Linked DNA regions of Zea mays: region 1 is linked to region 2. The links are chromatin contacts, called in public Hi-C maps. All regions are on one chromosome and are shown on one strand. Each heading gives the region's core, a stretch centred on a gene start, on an enhancer-like site or on the middle of the called end of the contact. The rest is flanking DNA. Distances are from core to core; before and after follow the strand shown. Region 1 overlaps LOC103640907 (alanine--tRNA ligase). Region 2 holds the start of LOC100285996.

Region 1 (3,554 bases), core at 527-3,026, 360 kb before region 2:
GTAGAGCCAGGCTGAGGCTGCACCCGCAGACGCAGCATAGGCCAAAAACATACCCCTTTGCTGCATGCGCGCATACACTCGGGCGTTCCGTTTCTGGTGGGCCACGCTCGCCAGAGCCAGGCGCTGCTCGTCCGCCTATCCAATCAGCCGGATAGTGTATATTTAGGTGCATAGCTTTTCCTATGTTTGTAGCCAAAGCAACCTACAATTCATAATGGAGGGAGTAATAGTTTAGTTTTAGGATGATTATTATAACTGTTGCACGTCACAGGACGAACTTAGGAAGGCAAAGAAGAAAATGGGGGAGCAAAATATACAAAAGGCTGTGAAGTCCGCAATGGATGCTGCAGAAGCTGCTCTTTCAGGAAATAAACCGTTTTGTGTTACTCATGTGGATGTGGGTCTTGATACCACGGCTGTCCGTGAGGCGGTTATCAAAGTCATGGACCAGAAGGTACTTACATCTTTCATTTTCATCTTACTGTTAAAATAATGTTAGTCAGTAAATTGCTATAGTACATGGCATGTTGTAGTAGAACTGTTTTTATTCCATCTCAAGTCTTAGATAGCCTGGTGAACTTTTGGATGTCTTGGCCCAGGGTTTGCCTATAATGTTATTCAGCACCGATGAGGCATCAAACAAAGCCGTTATCTATGCTGGTGTGCCTCCCAATGCTCCTAGCGGCTTCAAGGTGTTGGACTGGCTAACACCTTCAATTGCGCCACTCAAGGGAAGAGGCGGTGGCGGCAAGAACGGCGTCGCCCAGGGCCAGGTGAGTGAGCAATCCATTCCTAGGTATTCTACGGTCTTGGATGCAAGTCATCAAGTAAGAGATGCCCAAATTCAATTCTGCTATGCCTTCACTGCAGGGGAGTGACGCTTCTCAGCTCAAGGAAGCAATGGCACTTGCGAACAGCATTGCTTCAATGAAGCTCTGCTGATTGGTGGTAGTAACTGGTGCACTGCCCATGGAACTCATGCGTGGCTGCTGCTGGATTACTCTTTGATTTTAGCTTTCTATTTACCCATTATACTTAAACAGAAGTTCAATGGTGCTTGCAGTTTCATTTATACTTACCATACAATTGGAAGCACAGGACATGTAACAGTATAAAGCTTGTTGTGTGCCCGATTGAACGAAAGGTTCTATGCATATACGATTGGGAGTCACTTTGTAGGCGTTTAGGAGTCGAATCATTTCCTTCCCTGCTAAGGCTATTTTCAGATCCTCTATCCAATTCCCTATCTTACTCTATTTTAAATTTCACTCTGTAAATAGTGTTATTTATTATTTATAGTGTCCTCTATCTTACCATATCTACTATAGACAGTCTAACTGTGGCTAGGAGAGAGCTGGAACATCATGAAGCCTATTTTTTTGTTTCTTCAAATGTGCCACTCATATTTTGCAAAATTAGATGCCACTCCATGGCACCTAACTGAATCTACTATCTATATTTTTTTTGTTATAGTCCCGTTGTCTCCTGGAGGGTGAAAACCCACAAAGTGTTCTCCCAAGTCCTATACTCCTTTTATAGCTTCAAAGAGGGTTCCTAGGAGCGCTATGGGAGAGGAGACAAGTCTTATCCCCTGTTTGATGGAGGTGCTGTTCGAGTCGTAGTTATTGAAACAACGATAAGTATGGTGAAAAATGCATGGTAATTCTCCTCGTATGGCATAAAACAAATTTGACATCGGTCCTGTAGCCATCCCGTCGTCAGCATCCCTCGTGGAGGAGTTGGTGGCGCCATTTGGTTGATGTTATCTAGGCAAAGGCCAGGCTCGGGCAAGACCAAGGTTCCTCCTGAGGCCTTGGTTGAGCCTGCCTCGGGGCATGCAGTGGTACAGGGAGGGGTTAGCATAGTTGTCGGAGTGGCCACCTACGGAATTCACGGGGAGTTGTTGCCGGGGCAGTTGGCCGAAGCCGAGCTTGGGCGAAGCGGAGTTTTCTTCGAGGTTAAGGCCGACTTTGGGCGAGGTGGAGTTCCCTCCCGAGGTGAGACCATGCCATCCAGAGTTGTTTGAGCACAGTAGTCGGCGTGGGGGAGCAGTGGCCATTATTCTCGGGGTGCGTCATCGTAGTTGGTGAAAGTGGATGGGACCGCAGTCCCATCGCTCTGTGTTTGACTGCGGCATCACGTGGGGTAGGTATTCGCATTAAATGCGCATGTCTCCACGGTTTTCGTGACCTTTGACTGAGGCTGGGCACGGGGCTGTCCTCCTGTCCGAGATGGGCTTGGACGAGGTGGAAACCGCTATTTGGTGAAGAGGGGACATCGGGTAAGCCGAGGATTTCCCTGAGTGCTACCTTCACCCGAGGTTAGGCTCGGGCGAGGCGGAGTTTTGAGCGACCATCTAGCGGGGTCTCGGGCGAATCGTGATTGATCCTTTCTTGACCTTGGGGAACGTGTCTTATGATTTTCTCGATAGTTAGGTGTTTAAACGTATTTAGGGGCATAATCTGGGTACCCCTAATTATGATACCCGACAGTAGCCCCTGAGCCTCCAAGGAAGTGTTGGTACTTGCTTGGGCGTTCTTCCACCTTCGTGCAGGTATGTTGCTTAACCCTTTGAAAGGTGGTAGACTTATTTTCGATGGGTGCACGCAAGCACATTTGTTGGGTGTAGCCCTAAGGCCTCGAAGGAGTGGTTGACTCCTTTGAGGTCTTTATATTTCCCTATGTAGATATCGTTGACTTGTCCTTTGTTCGTCACCTGGCCAGAACCTAGGTGCAAAGGCAGCCCTCGAGTCTCTGCGTTGGGTTGCTGGTGTTTCCAACAATTCTGCTGCAACATGGGTGCAAGGGCAACCCCCGAGCCTCTGCACAGGGCGGGAGGACGATCAGGAAACGCCTTGACTTTTTAATGATACGTCTCTTCGTCGCCTTTCCGCAAGAAGGAAGAGGGGGAGAGCACCATGCTACCCTCGGTGGGTGTAATACCCCGTCCAATCCCTGGACCGACGGTACTTACTCCTGGCAGCTCTCTAGGATCATATATTGTCCCCACAAACCAACACAGGCCTTTTATGCACACTTTGTCCTCACTCATGCGCACCCGAAAAAACTTTCTGGTCGGTCACCCATCCTAAATTGCTCCAAGCCAAGCACGCTTAACCTGGAGGTTCTTTCGAGATAGGCTTCTGGAAAAGAAGATGCACCTTGTTGGTATGGATACAATTAATTCTATTAAGCCTTGAGCCAGGATATCACCATCCTAGAGGCCAGGATATCACAATCCACCCCCTTAGAAGATCGACGTCCTCGTCGATCAATCCCAATCCAAGAACCTCCCCTCTTATCCACGTCTGTGTGTCTAGTGTCGTCATATGTCATGCCATGTGACCACTCTAGGCCCACATGCGCCATGCACCATATACCCGAACCCCTAACCCACATACGCCCGTGAAACCGCGAGGGTCGGCTTTGATACCACTTGTAACACCCCGTCCAATCCCTGGACCGGCGGTACTTACTCCTGGCAGCTCTCTAGGATCATATATTGTCCCCACAGACCAACACGGGTCTTTTGTGCACACTTTGTCCTCACTCAT
Region 2 (3,680 bases), core at 794-3,293:
CCAGGAAACGAAGGCAGGCTCCGTTTTTTTGGAGCTCGGCTACCGGTGGCGCAAACCAGCTCCTCGTGGCTGCTTCCAAGAAACAAAAGTGACTTTTAACCTGGCTGTCTACGTGTGGCAAACATTGGCTCACTTGGACCGGGCTTATTTGGTACAGTTGCACAAACAAGATATATTGTATCAATTGAGACCGGCTAACTTCAGCCTGGTTCACCCGAACGAGCCGAGCCGGCCTCATACGTCGTCGCAAACACGCCCAAAGAAGCTGGTGTGGCCAGGCTGTGTGTGACTCTGAGACTCATCAGTGTGTGACTCAGGGTTCACCGTCCCGTTTTATAAGTGATTTCTCACTCATACCCAAAAATGGTTTTTAGCACACAAAAAAAACCCGCTAATCTCGAGCGGTTTGAATTTTTGAATTTGAATTGTGATTTTTCGTTTTTCTCGACGGCTTTTTCGCCGCTTTCTTGGTGGTTTTCGCTATTTTCTCTGCGGGTTTACGGGTTCGGATTTAGTTAACGGGTCTAGAAAAAACCGAATTTATTTTGAATACCAAAACATGATTTTTAAATAAATAATATATTTCTGATTTCCTAAAATTCTATAATTTTGATAAATTTCCCCATAACTTTTATGATTATTTTTGAAATTCAAAAAATTGAAACAAAATGCTCGAAAAAAGTTCGGTTTTTGAAACCGGTCGATGGCGAGAACGAGATTTTTTTGGCGGTTTTGCCGAATCTCGCTCTCGAGATTTTTTTTACCCTCGTATGACTCTGCATGGGCGCCTCGAGAGTCGCTCGTAGTGGTACCGCTAGTTAAATTTTGTTTTAATAAAACATAAAAATATGTACATGTGTTTTGTTGATTAGATTTCGAAACTTCACTTCACTTGTGTGTAATTTTACTTTATTTTTGTACGAAGTAAAAAGGGGGTGTCTGACTGTGGAACCCAAGTAGAGATGGCCAAACGGGCCGCCCGGCCCGGCCCGGCCCGCCAGACACGGTTAGGAAACTGGGGCGGGCCTGCTGAGCCCGCGGGCTTGATTCTCTGTCCGAGCCCGGCCCGTAGTGGGCCTAAACGGGCCGGCCAGACCCGTTTAGCACGAAAAAAGCGGGCCAAAAGCGGGCCAAAAAGCATATTTTAGTGCAAAAAAAGCGGGTTTAACGTGCTTAGAGATAAACGGGTCGTGCCGTGCTAGCCCACCATGTCTAATTTCCTGTCCGAGCCCGGCTCGCTTATTCGTGCCGGGCCAGCCCGGGCTCGCATAGAACCGGGCCGTACCGGGCCCAAAAAGCGGGGCTCGCGGGCCTCGTGCTTATTGGCCATCTATAAACCCAAGTGGTGCTAGGGAGTAGCATTGCACAGACCACGGTGGCAGCACAGTGCCGTACGCCCGTACTATATACTTCCATAAATAGAGCCAAAGAGGGTAGGAGTGGGCGAGTGGCTAAGGTGCCGGTGCCGGTGCCTGTGCTGCCCTCCGAATAATTGCCGTGTATGGTACTGGCCCGTACGTACGTACGCCACGCCAGATTGACGCACACACCCCGGCCCGCTCCATTACCAGAAATGGAGTATAGGAGGATCATAGCCATAGGAGTACTGCCCTACCCCTACCATGCATTCTGCATGCACGTATAGATCGACGACGTCGTACCTGCCGTGCGCGGCGAAGTCGTGGAGCCTGCCCTTGTCGGAGAAGACGAGCAGCGCGACGTCGGCGTCGCAGAGCACGGCCAGCTCCCGCGCCTTCTTCGCCAGCCCGCGCCGCCGCTTCGAGAAGGTCACCTGCCGGCTCACGCTGTTCTCGATGCGACGCACCTCCACCTTGCCGCGCCCGCGCCCCATCTATATATCGTTTTGGTTTCGACTTTCGATCACGTCTTCACCACCGCGCGCCTCAGTCTCTGGGTGGGTGGTGTGGAATTTTTGGCTGGCAGGCAGGAACTGAGCCGGCCGAGGCCGGCGGCGGCGATGGACGGCCGGAACTTGAGAAGATGAAGCCTTAAGGAGCCGAGGGCCGAGCGCTGGGCTAGCCTGCCTGCCTAGCTTGCTTGCAATTTATATATAGTAGCAGCACGCAGCACGCACACGCAGGGCGGGCGGGCAGGGGACTGACTGACACTGGATCGGATCGAGTACACAGGTTGACTAGTAGTGTCTGCACGCTCCCTCGCTGCTCTGCTCTGCGTGGGCGGCGTCGCTGTCGACTGCCGGTTGGCCGCGGCGCCTGCCGCGGTGGGCGACCACGTACGGCCGGGGCGCGAGTGGCCGGGTGCCGTAGCGCGCACAGGCGGCTGCCGGGCCCCGCGGAGGAACAGCCAGATTCCCGTCCTCCCTGCTTTGTGGCTCGGGACTGGGGAGGGAGAGAGGGAGGGCTTCCCCCTTTTCCTCTCTGCCCTAGCTTAGGTGTGCCATGGATTAATTAGCATTAGTACAAACAAACTCTATAGATGCAGATAAAACCTACTTTTAGAACCTTCAGTACTAAGGGTATGTAGAAATCGGTCTTTTCATTGGCAGTTAGTTAAAAACCACCGGTGGAAATTGATTTCCACTTGTGGTTGAGCTAATGAAACTATCAGTAGAAATTAGATTTTAATTCACGGTCATAACAAAGAGCATGGCAAGCCCTGATATTTCATCGCTAGGCTCAAAGAAGCTTGTCTTCCCATCACGGGCGAATCAAAGCATGTTCGCTTGACTTTAATTCATACCAGCTTCTATGCTTCTACAGTACTTTGTCTTTATGAATTGCGGCTGCAGCAGTCTGAACAACTGACTTTAATCCAAGCTCCGAACCAAGCAACAATAAACAGAAGAAAGACGCCCAGAAAAGGGTACAATATGTTGGGGTTCAAGGATCCAATATCAAGTTAAAGTGGTCACATATTCCAATTACATTCTCTCAAGAAGACCTTCAACTCAAAGATTACCCACACAAAGATGCCATGGTGATTTCGTCTGTCATAAAAGGCTTCATAGTTCACAATGTCTTGGTCGACATAGGCAGTGCAACAGATATCACCTTCGCAAAATCCTCCAGGCCATTGTAAGAACCTGAAGATAAAATTCAAAAATCAGCTTACCCACTCTGTGGCTTTAGAGGCAAGCAAGTCATAGCACTTGGAAAACTGGCCATGGCTGTCACCTTCGGCTATATCAACAACACTAGAACAGAGGAAGTTGTGTTTGATATTGTCGATATGAAATTCCCATATAATGCAATCATTGGAAGAGGAACACTTAATGCTTTCGAAGCAGTCCTACACTCAGCATGTCTTTGTATGAAGATACCAAGCAACCAAGGCGTTACATCAGTTTATGGAAGCCAAGAAGCCGCAAGAAGGGATGAAGGAACCTGGCAAGAATCCAAGGCTATCCATAATATTGATGAAGCTAAAGCTGAAGCTCAAGCACTGTCACACCCGGTTTTAGAAGGCAAACCGAATGCGAACCATGTACGTGCCAGGATCAGTTATTCACGTACACAGCAGTTACATAACATGGACATCATCACACAGTGCTCAAAATAGTATTAAAAGGGAAATAATAGTCGATTACATCATATGTCTGAGACGTCCATATAGTCCTTACAATAAATCAAAGTGCGAAAACGAAACGTAGATAACCGCGGCCTTCACAGGCAGCCGACTGGGGGTTGCCGCTAACCCAC

The links. A called contact is a pair of places that touch in the nucleus more often than the background predicts.
Region 1: a Hi-C map of ear shows a contact between it and region 2, with 2.4 times the contacts expected there. The contact joins the enhancer-like site here to the promoter of LOC100285996 in region 2. A contact is called at or near these places in 2 of 25 Hi-C or Micro-C datasets (ear and tassel).

What each region holds. Positions count from the first base shown.
Region 1 is chr10:18,152,548-18,156,101 of Zm-B73-REFERENCE-NAM-5.0, reverse strand. It overlaps LOC103640907 (alanine--tRNA ligase), which reads left to right. Exons shown (of 22, transcript XM_008664354.2): 20 at 272-454; 21 at 600-773; 22 at 871-1,308. The coding sequence ends at 942. Among protein-coding and RNA genes, the nearest start is that of LOC103640907, 18 kb to the left of the region's middle. Within about 2 kb of position 1,776, at least 5 of the 20 cell types and tissues checked have an H3K27ac peak or open chromatin away from gene starts, as enhancers often do. A contact at or near this core is called in ear and tassel, where this site is marked.
Region 2 is chr10:17,795,888-17,799,567 of Zm-B73-REFERENCE-NAM-5.0, reverse strand. It overlaps LOC100285996, which reads right to left and starts at 2,043. Exons shown (of 8, transcript NM_001158884.1): 1 at 1,662-2,043. The coding sequence starts at 1,852.